Linked DNA regions of Sus scrofa: regions 2 and 3 are each linked to region 1. The links are chromatin contacts, called in public HiChIP or PLAC-seq maps. All regions are on one chromosome and are shown on one strand. Each heading gives the region's core, a stretch centred on a gene start, on an enhancer-like site or on the middle of the called end of the contact. The rest is flanking DNA. Distances are from core to core; before and after follow the strand shown.

The links. HiChIP or PLAC-seq counts read pairs in DNA pulled down with a chosen protein or histone mark.
Region 2: an H3K27ac HiChIP or PLAC-seq map of skeletal muscle shows a contact between it and region 1. The contact joins two enhancer-like sites. A contact is called at or near these places in 3 of 47 Hi-C or Micro-C datasets (epiblast stem cells and skeletal muscle) and 1 of 2 datasets of contacts at active chromatin or transcription factors (skeletal muscle).
Region 3: a contact with region 1 is called in an H3K27ac HiChIP or PLAC-seq map of skeletal muscle. The contact joins two enhancer-like sites. A contact is called at or near these places in 3 of 47 Hi-C or Micro-C datasets (heart right ventricle and skeletal muscle) and 1 of 2 datasets of contacts at active chromatin or transcription factors (skeletal muscle).

Annotation. Positions count from the first base shown.
Region 1 is chr13:47,976,988-47,980,118 of Sscrofa11.1, forward strand. The region is part of intron 2 of LRIG1 (leucine-rich repeats and immunoglobulin-like domains protein 1); the gene reads right to left. Among named protein-coding and RNA genes, the nearest start is that of LRIG1, 49 kb to the right of the region's middle. Within about 2 kb of position 1,679, at least 12 of the 83 cell types and tissues checked have an H3K27ac peak or open chromatin away from gene starts, as enhancers often do. A contact at or near this core is called in skeletal muscle, where this site is marked.
Region 2 is chr13:48,230,918-48,234,048 of Sscrofa11.1, forward strand. No RefSeq gene overlaps it. Among named protein-coding and RNA genes, the nearest start is that of LRIG1, 210 kb to the left of the region's middle. Within about 2 kb of position 1,559, at least 12 of the 83 cell types and tissues checked have an H3K27ac peak or open chromatin away from gene starts, as enhancers often do. A contact at or near this core is called in skeletal muscle, where this site is marked.
Region 3 is chr13:47,830,137-47,833,267 of Sscrofa11.1, forward strand. The region is part of intron 5 of SLC25A26 (S-adenosylmethionine mitochondrial carrier protein); the gene reads left to right. Among named protein-coding and RNA genes, the nearest start is that of SLC25A26, 88 kb to the left of the region's middle. Within about 2 kb of position 1,460, at least 2 of the 83 cell types and tissues checked have an H3K27ac peak or open chromatin away from gene starts, as enhancers often do. A contact at or near this core is called in skeletal muscle, where this site is marked.

The DNA.
Region 1 (3,131 bases), core at 429-2,928:
GGTATTCATACAAGAATACAGCTAGCATTTGCTTGAATAGAACAATCCGTTTGTCTGTCATCTTTTATAGAAATGAAAAGAAGAAAAAAAAAAAAAAGAAAGAAAAGGCCTTGAATTATCCCATTTCCCTTTCTTCAGTGCCAAAGTCAGTTAGAGACAAGCTTGGCAATTACTGGGCCGAGGGACACAGAATGTCTGTTTCAATAGCTTCATGACTGAAGCATCTGGCAGAGAGAAAGCAGATCCGTATCATGTGGCAAATCCTTTCTCCACTTAAAGGGCCCTTGTTTGTGTGCTGAAGTAGACAATTAATTACTTTAACAGTCTCTTATCTGACGGCCCCCTAAATCAGATTGCTTCTGCTTCACCTTTTATCTCTCTACCCCCTCTGTGATCCATTTTCCCATCTAACAGGGATGCTGAAAATCCTCCAACAGTCTGAATCTCTACTAATAAATTTTCATAGCACCATAAATGTACATATTACTAGCAGAGACCCTCAGATCTTATCAGAGCAAGGAAAACTAAGGTCAGGGCCTGTTGCCAAGAAGCCAGCTTGCTTAAGAACTCTTCATTTCTTAGAGATTTAGTCCAAAACACAGACGTTGGGGTCATAATAATAATAGTGGTAGCTAATTTACTTAGTTAGGGCTTATCATGTGCCAGTCACGGCTCTAAGACCTCTTCAATATATTAACCCATCTTCAGAGCCCTATAGATAGGCCCTATGAACATGTCCATCGTACCAATGAGAAAACTGAATCACTCAGAGGTTACGTCCTTTGACCAAGGTCACCAGTTGTAAGTGGCAGTGACCCTGGGGCGAGGGGAGGGGCTACACCCAACTCTAGGTTCTTAACCATGATTTCTATTTCTCTGTAGCTGCAGCAGCAACTTTCCATGCATTACATAGCTGCATCATTACAACTCTAAATTAGGACCCAGACACTAGCACTGTTCCCTACCTTATAGGTAAGTTTTTTAAGTCAAGTCTCAGTTTAAGTCACAATCCCAGGGTGACACAGAAAGAGAGTGATACAGCCAAGGGCTGAACAAAGCACAACTGCAACTCAAGGAAAGCCACAAGCAGAAAAGCCAGCAGGCGGAAACTCCTAAGCCCTTAGATAACATGGTAGCTGTGTTTCAGTTGCTTGGGATCCGACTTGATCTTAAACCAGAGATAAACAGTAGGGACTTCTCTGCAAGGCAACTTTGGCTGAACGAGCTTGGTCTCAGGTCACCCCTACTGCACACACGACAGATTGCTACACCCAATTTCATGGAATAAGAAATGAGCAAGGAAAAGGGACATCATGACAACATTTCAAATCTTGACAAAAACGCTGGGAGCAGAGTGTAGAGCGGCCTCTGACCAGGGCTAAAGGTAACAGCATTTTATGTCTGGATCAGCAGCCCGGAGGCAGAAAGGGCAGGCTTTGAGCTCCACAGGGCTGCTTGGTTTATGAAAAGGAGAGTTGAAGCCCGGAGGAGATCTGCCAGGCCAGCTTAGTGCTCAATCATTTCTATTTAAAAAGAACCTCTAGTAAATCTAAGACTTAGCTCCACCACCACTGGCTCTCTCCTTGTTCGCTCTGTCCCCTGCTGAAATGAGAACACTATCCTCAAAAGGCAATGGAGGCCCACTCGCACTGAGACCAACTTGCCAGACTGAAATAGAGACCGGTCAAAAATAGCACTGCCAGAGCCGGGCAGGGAAGGGCCTTCGGGAAGCTCAGCACAGTCTCCACACACAAGGACGCTGTTGAAATTTAGGACAGCGTTTGATGAAATCTTCTGACTCTTGGGCTCTTCATCTTCCCCCCTTGACACTCCTCTCCCTACCCTGAGATGTGCTTCTATCCAAGGCCCTAAAAATCCTCCTAAAACATATGGCTTCTATAACTGAACCCTTTCCTGATGATTCAGGACCAAGAAACAGTGGAGAAGCTGCAGACATGAATAGTGGCCCAACCCTGGAGCTGGAAAAGGTGTGAAAAAGGCACATAGGGCTGCATGGACTGACTCCCTGCCTCCCTACCCACCTCCCCCTCCTGGGTCAGAACCTGGAGGTGGGCCTTTCCCAACCTTCTCAGCCTCCATTTATTTGACTTGGTTAAAGGACATATTTCCATTTTGCAAGATGTAAAAGGTTAGGATATTTCAGAGGACTTTCATTATTATGATTGTCTCAGTCAAATGAGGCATCAACAAACAATGAAAAACAAACTCATGGAGTCATTTGAGTTAGAGCGCTTGGGTACATGTGTGTGTTTTTTTTTTAATGTTGGGCTATATTTATTTACTTAAAAGCTGATTTAAGCACGCAGTACAATTTTCAAATGATTTCTCAAAACACACACCAGGAATACATATATATATATATATATATATATATATATAAACATACAGCTTCCTTGCCCTTCTGCCTCCAAGAGGAAGCTCCTGCTGTTGGCTGCTAGAGATGGACACGTGTTTTTCTTTCACACAGATGCTTGTGTGTTATACAGACTGTTCTGTCCCATTTCCCCACTAGTAATAGATCTTGGAGAGCTCCCCCCCCCTTTTTTTTTCTTTTCTTTTTACAGCTGCACCTGTGGTGTATGGAATTTCCCAGGCTAGGGGTTGAATTGGAGCCACAGCTGCAGGTTGACACCACAGCCACAGCAATGCTGGATCCAAGCAGTGTCTGTGACCTACACTGCAGCCTGCAGCAACACCAGATCCTTAACCCACTGAGCAAGACCAGGGATCAAACCCTCATCCTCATGGACACTATACTGGGTTCTTAACCCACTGAGCCACAATGGGAACTCCTCCCTAATTCTTTTAACAAGCAACCGAGTGCTCCTCCGTAATTTATTCAGCCAATCTGCTACTCCTAGACACTTTGGTTGTTTCCAAACACAAAGTGAGATGCCATTAATAGGCCATCCAAGTTAGGCCAAGGGTTGGAACATCAGTTCTACTTGTTTTCCTTTTTTCCTTTGGTCTTTTTGTCTTTTTAGGGCCACACCATTGGCATATGGAGGTTCCCAGGCTAAGGGTCCAATCAGAGCTGTAGTCTCCGGCCTACGCCACAGTAACTTGGGATCCAAGCCACGTGTCTGTGACTTACACCACAGCTCATGGCA
Region 2 (3,131 bases), core at 309-2,808, 250 kb after region 1:
GCACCTTCTAATGTGGTGCTTGGTAGGGGGCTCAGAGACTGCTTAACTGCAGCTCAGAGTTCCAGGTCAGTGTCATTCCTTAGAACTTTCTGCAGAAATGTTAATAATTTTTCGTGTCACAGCCGGCTATTGAGCATTTGAAAGTTGGCTGGATGGATATAGGAGCTGATGTAAAGATTTTATTTTACTTTATTTATTTATTTATTTTTGCCTTTTTGCCTTTTCTAGGGCTGCACCCGTGGCATATGGAGGTTCCCAGGCTAGGGGTGTAATCGGAGCTGTAGCTGCCAGCCTATGCCAGAGCCACAGCAACGCAGGATCCGAGCTGCGCCTGGAACCTATACCACAGCTCACCACAGCACAGGATTCTTAAGCCACTGAGAAAGTCCAGGGATCGAACCCGCAACCTCACGGTTCTTAGTCAGATTCGTTAACCACTGAGCCATAATGGGAATGCCGAGATTTTTATTAATTAATTTTAATTCATTCAAATTTAAATAGCCACACAGGGCTGGTGGCTATGTATTGGACAGCAGATTTCTTAACCACAAAATCAGGAAAATAATTCACCATCTGTTTATCCTATAAAGCTGTGGTAAGGAATAAACGAAACAATAGAAATAAAAGGTAGCATCTTGTGATGAAATCAGATGACCAGGTTTAAATCCCAGCTCCAACCCCTGCTATCTTGACCTTCTGTATGTTTATTCAACCTCCCCAAGCATTAGTTTCCTCATATGAAAAATGTGTTTAATGGTAATGCTCTCTTACAGAGTGGTCAAGTGGATTAAATAAGATAATAGATGTAAAGTGCTTAGTACATTACTTGACACAGAGTAAACCCTCAACAAGTGGTAACATTTTTGTTTTTAAAAATGGGAGTGTTCTGGAAAGCACAGAGCTCTGCAGAGGGGAAAGGTATGATGATCAGCAGGAAATGAAATGGCCTGAGGTTGGTCCTCAGAGCTGTGCCTTCTCTTGAGAAGACATGGCTGTGTTAGACCGTTCCCTTTCGTAGTCCCCTTTGTGATCATTTATCAGACAGCTCATGAATATCTGATGCTTCAGGTGTACCCATGAAATATGTCTCAGCTCTTGGAACCAGCTTGGCTTTCCTGGGGTAACAGGCATGCTGTCCTTGCCCTTGTGGTGGAGGCTGGGATGAAGTCTGCTCCCTAGGTCTCCTCCGGTCTCCTAACACAGGTAGTTTGCCTTGGAGACTTCGCAGCAGAGACAGGCTTTGTCTGGACAAGCATGGGTTGGCCTGGCTAGCGCGGCAGCAAACCTCCTTGGTTGTTTCTCTAGGGGTTGGCGGCTAATCCCCTTTTCTGTTTATCCCCTGAGGGGCTCAGGCTCTAGGCGTGGGCTCTAGACCACGGGGCTTGGGGGAGAGAAAAAACAGATGTTCTGGGGACTGTCATTGCCACAGGCACTGGCCCTGTTTGCAGTGTTGTTATTGATAGGGCCTCTGAGATGGCACGAGTTTCAAGTTGTCAAGGACAGCCCCCTGGCTCTAGTTACTGAAGCTGTCACCAGCATTTTATAGTTGCCTGAGAGCTGCCAGCCTGGGAAAGTTCACATTGCTGGAAAAGAAGCACCTCCTTTCTCCCAGCCTGGTGCCAGAGCAAGAGAGCTATTCACGGAAGCTGGGAGTCCATCCCAGTCCTCACTTTTTTATGGCCTCAACTTTACCCCATGACCACCATACAGATCCATTCTGCAGGAGGGAAGCAGAGGAAAAGAGGGCTTTAAGGACTCCTTCAGCAAATAATTAATGAGAGGAGCAAAGGCAATTGCTGATAGTTGTGGAGTGAGCCTGGGCACCTTATTAGGTATTGACTTGTTTACTGGCTGCCTTTGCCAGTAGAAAATAAGCTCCACGAGGGCAGGGATTTTCAACTAGTTTGTTCATCATTGTGTCCCCAAATCATGGCACAGTGTCACTCCTGAATAAGTCTGTGTTGAATAAATGAGTAATTCTCTCCTTACTGATGAGTCAATTTTTTAAAATAGAAGTATACAATGTTTCAAGTATACAGCAAAGTGATTCAGTTATACATATGTAATTTTTCAGATTCTTTTCCATTACAGATTATTACTAGGTATTGAATATAGTTCCCTGTGCTATACAGTAGGTCCTTGTTAGTTAGTTATACAGTGGTATGTATTTGTTAATCCCAACTTCCTAATTTATCCCTTCACACCCTTTCCCCTTCAGTAACTATAAGGTTGTTTTCTCTATTTGTGAGTCTATTTCTGTTAAATGTTACAAACCAAACATGTATCCCGAAAGCCCTTGACTACACATCTGCCAGTAAAAGAATAAGAAATATCAGTGTGGCAAACACATTAAAACACAGACTCAAGGAGGCCCCATAACTTTCCTCCTTCCTCTCTCCCTCCTTGCTCCTTCCTTCTTTCCTCTCTTCACTTGCTCACTTTTCCATTCATCTAATATTCATGGAGCACGAGTAGCAAGTTACTCTGTAGTATATACATTGATAAACTGACTTGTCTTTGCTCATCCAGTGTGTTGGAAAAAAAAACCAGGGGCCCCTCTACTGTGTGAAAGATGAAGGTTTATTGGTGCTTGGGGAATTTGCTGAAAGATAGGATTAAAACTAGAGTTACAAGTCGAACTAGGCAATTTGTAGCCATGTTCAGAAGATCTCCCAAGGGGGGAAAATGTCAGAAGGCAAGAGAGAATTTTCCTCTGATATTTTTATGGTAGGACTATTTCCTGGACTAACTCACAGATTCAAAACATCCAACACAAATCCACTCTATTGAAAAGACAAACTAAATTCTTCTTGAACACAAAGAATATGATATTAGCTGGTGATATAAATAGTTCAGGGTCTGGGGTGACCAAAATAGAGAATATTGGTCCAAAGCAGGAGTCAGCAAACTATGGTCTAAAGACTAAGTCTGGCCCATAACCTCTTTTTATAAATATGTTTTATTGGAAGGCAGTCATGGTCATGTGTTTACAGACTGTCTCTGGTTGCTTTAATACTATGACAGCAGGAGTGGGAGTACTTTTGATAATGACCGTATGGCCTGCAAAGCTGAGAACATTCACTATCTGGCCTTTTACAGGAAAAGTTTGCTGATTTCTGGTCTAAAGGAAA
Region 3 (3,131 bases), core at 210-2,709, 150 kb before region 1:
ATTCCCTAACGGTAACATGATTGGGATAATTTAATTAGTGGTGTAAACAGTTGAACTCCTGGTTAGAACTTGATACTAAGACACCGAGTTTGTGTCTTAAGGATAGAAGGATTTTTAGATTCATTATTTGCTTGACCCTCACCCCACTCTCCCCCCCATGTAAACTTTCACTTAACACTGATATAATCTGTATATGCCAGAGGCTATGGATGCAAGGAATGAAGGCAGAGTCACAGCCAACTTCAAGGAACTTACAGTTTTGAGGTTGGAAATCAAGTGTCTGCATCATTTAAAATAGGTTAGAGATTGTAAAATCAGTGAAGTAGGAAAGTATATCAGATGTACATCTTATTACAGATTTCCTCTGTAGTAGGACCCTCTATATAATTTGAGTCTAAAGTAACTTTTTAAGTACCAAAAATTTTGAACATTGAGGGGTGCCAGAAGCAAGCAAGACCAAATGCAACTGGAAATTCATACTATGGCTCAGCAAATAAATATTATGGACAGAGATATTATTCTGATATATGACTGATATGCCAGTCTGTTTATATTCAATGTGCCTTCAGTAGACAGTTTATTTTTCATAAGATTGGGAGAAGATAAAATCAGAAAATTTCTCGTTGACATAAGACTCTACTTATCTAGCATTCTTGTACCTTTTTGGTTTCTGATTAGTCACCTGTTCCTGTTACTTTGTTTTGCAGATGATTTGACTAAATTTGTTTAAAACTGTTGCCTACACTCCTGTTAAGTAGGTTGTCTTTGTAAGCATATAAATACCATAGACAAAACAGGACCAATATGACATGTCTTTATCATTTCAGGGCTCAGCTAAACTGAAGTCAGAGTACTGACATCAGCAATTCAGTCTTCAGTCAGATTTTGGAACAAATAATTGAGATTAAACTACTTCACCTTTCTTTTGGCAGTGACATTTATATAAAATAAAATTTGCTTTTTAACCATTTTAAGTCTAAAATTCAGTAGCATTAATTACATTCATTGTGTTGTACAATCACCACCGTCTGTTTCAAAAACTTTTTCAATTACCCCAAACATAAACTCTGTAGCCATGAAGCAGTAACTCCCCATTTCACCCACGCCCCAACCCCCAGTAACCTCTCATTTCCTTTCTGTCTCTGTGAGTTCGCCCCTTCTTGACCGTTCATGTAAGTAGATTATAAAACATTTGTCCTTCTGTGTCTGGCTTATTTTACTTAAGTATGGCATTTTCATGGTTTAGCCATATTGTAGTTTGTATCAGAACTTCATTCCTTTTTATGGCTAAATAATATCCCATGTAAGTATGTACCTCATTTTGTTAATCCAGTCATCTGTTGATGGACATTTGTGTTGCTTCCTTCTCTTTGGCTGTTATAAATAATACTACAGTGCCTTAGTCCATTTGGACTGTGTAACAAAATGTCACAGACTGGGTGGCTTACAAACAGCAGAGATTTATTACAGTTCTGACAGCTGGAAATCTGAGATCGGGGTGCCAGTGTGGTCAAGTGAGGGCCCTCTTCTGCCCTGCAGGTTTGTCAGTGTCACTTCACCTGGTGAAAGGAGCTAGGGAGCTCTGTGGAGTCTCTTTTATAAGGGCACACTAATCCCATTTACCAGGACTCCACCCTCATGACCTAATCACCTCCCAGAGGCACCATCTAAAACCATCACAGTGGGCGTTAGGCTGCCAGTGTGTGAACATTGAGGGGACATGAACACTTAGACAGTGGTGTGCAGTGAACGTTAGTATGCAGTTATCTGTTGGAAACTCTGCTTTCCAGTCTTGTGTATACACCTAGGAGTGGAATTCCTGGTTATATAGTAATTCTATGGTAAGCTTTTTGGGGAACCTCAGTACTTTCTTACAGTGGCTCCACTGTTTTACATTACCACCAGAACCATATGAGGGTTCCGATTCCTCTCAATACTTGTTAGTTTCCGGTTTTGATTATAACCATCCTAGTAGGTATGTCGTGGTATAAACCACTTGAATGTTTAAAAGTAAATTGAAGAAAATTGTTTATAAAGCTTTAAACTTTGTTTTAAAATGCTGAGTTCAACAATTTAAAAAAAAATTGTTGCCTTTAAAAATATTTTACATAAGTTATTGTTAGACCCTCTAGTTCTTTTCAATATTAACATTGGCCGTTTTTTATCCCAGTTGTCATGGTCTTTAAAATGTATGTAACTCATCTAAAAAAAAAAAGAAAAAAAGTAAACTAGTGAAATAGAAACAGTTTTTTTGGGAAAAAAAGAAACTTATTATAAATTAATGCCAGCCTGTAATCCAACCTTGGGAAGATAATGGGATTCTCCAAACAGGTTATATATATCGGCTTATACCTGCAGTTCTCAAAGTGTGATCCATGGACCAAGGGCATCAGCATCCCTTGGGAATTAAATTTAGATGCAAATTTTCAGGCCCTCCCTAAGTCAGAAGTGTGAAGGATACGCCTAGAGTCTTTATTTTAGCACAGATAATCTATTCTTTTATTTCATTTTATTTATTTATTTTTTTAGTTCTGCACCCACAGCATATGGAAGTTCCCGGGCTAGGGATTGAGTAAGAGCTCCAACTGCAGCCCATGCCACAGCCACAGCAACACTGAATCTGAACTGCATTTATGTGGCAGCTTGCGGCAACATCAGATCCTTAACCCACTGAGTGAGGCTAGGGATCAAACCCTTATCTTCACAGACACTATGTCAGGTGCTTAACCCAATGAGCCACAACAGGAACTCCAACACAGATAATTAAGATGATTATGATGCATGCCAAAGTTTATACCATTCTCTTTACATAGAAGACTTTTCTTGTCATGGATAGAATGGTAAGAGTCTGTGACCTCCAGTGCAGTAAGTACTACTGCCCTTTCTTTTTTTCTTCTTCTTCTTCCTTTTTTTTTTTTTTTTTTTCCTGCACTGGTGGATTGTGGAAGCCAGGGCCAGGGATTAAACCTGAGCCATAGCAGTGACAATGTGAATCCTCAACTCCAGGCCACCAGGGAACTCCAGTACTGTCCTTTCTAGGAGGCCATACCTCCCCAACCCCAGCTGCCTCCTGCTCTGGGCTGCCAGAGTGCCATACTGTAGAGTGCTGATCATTTGTTGGGAGTCCCCTC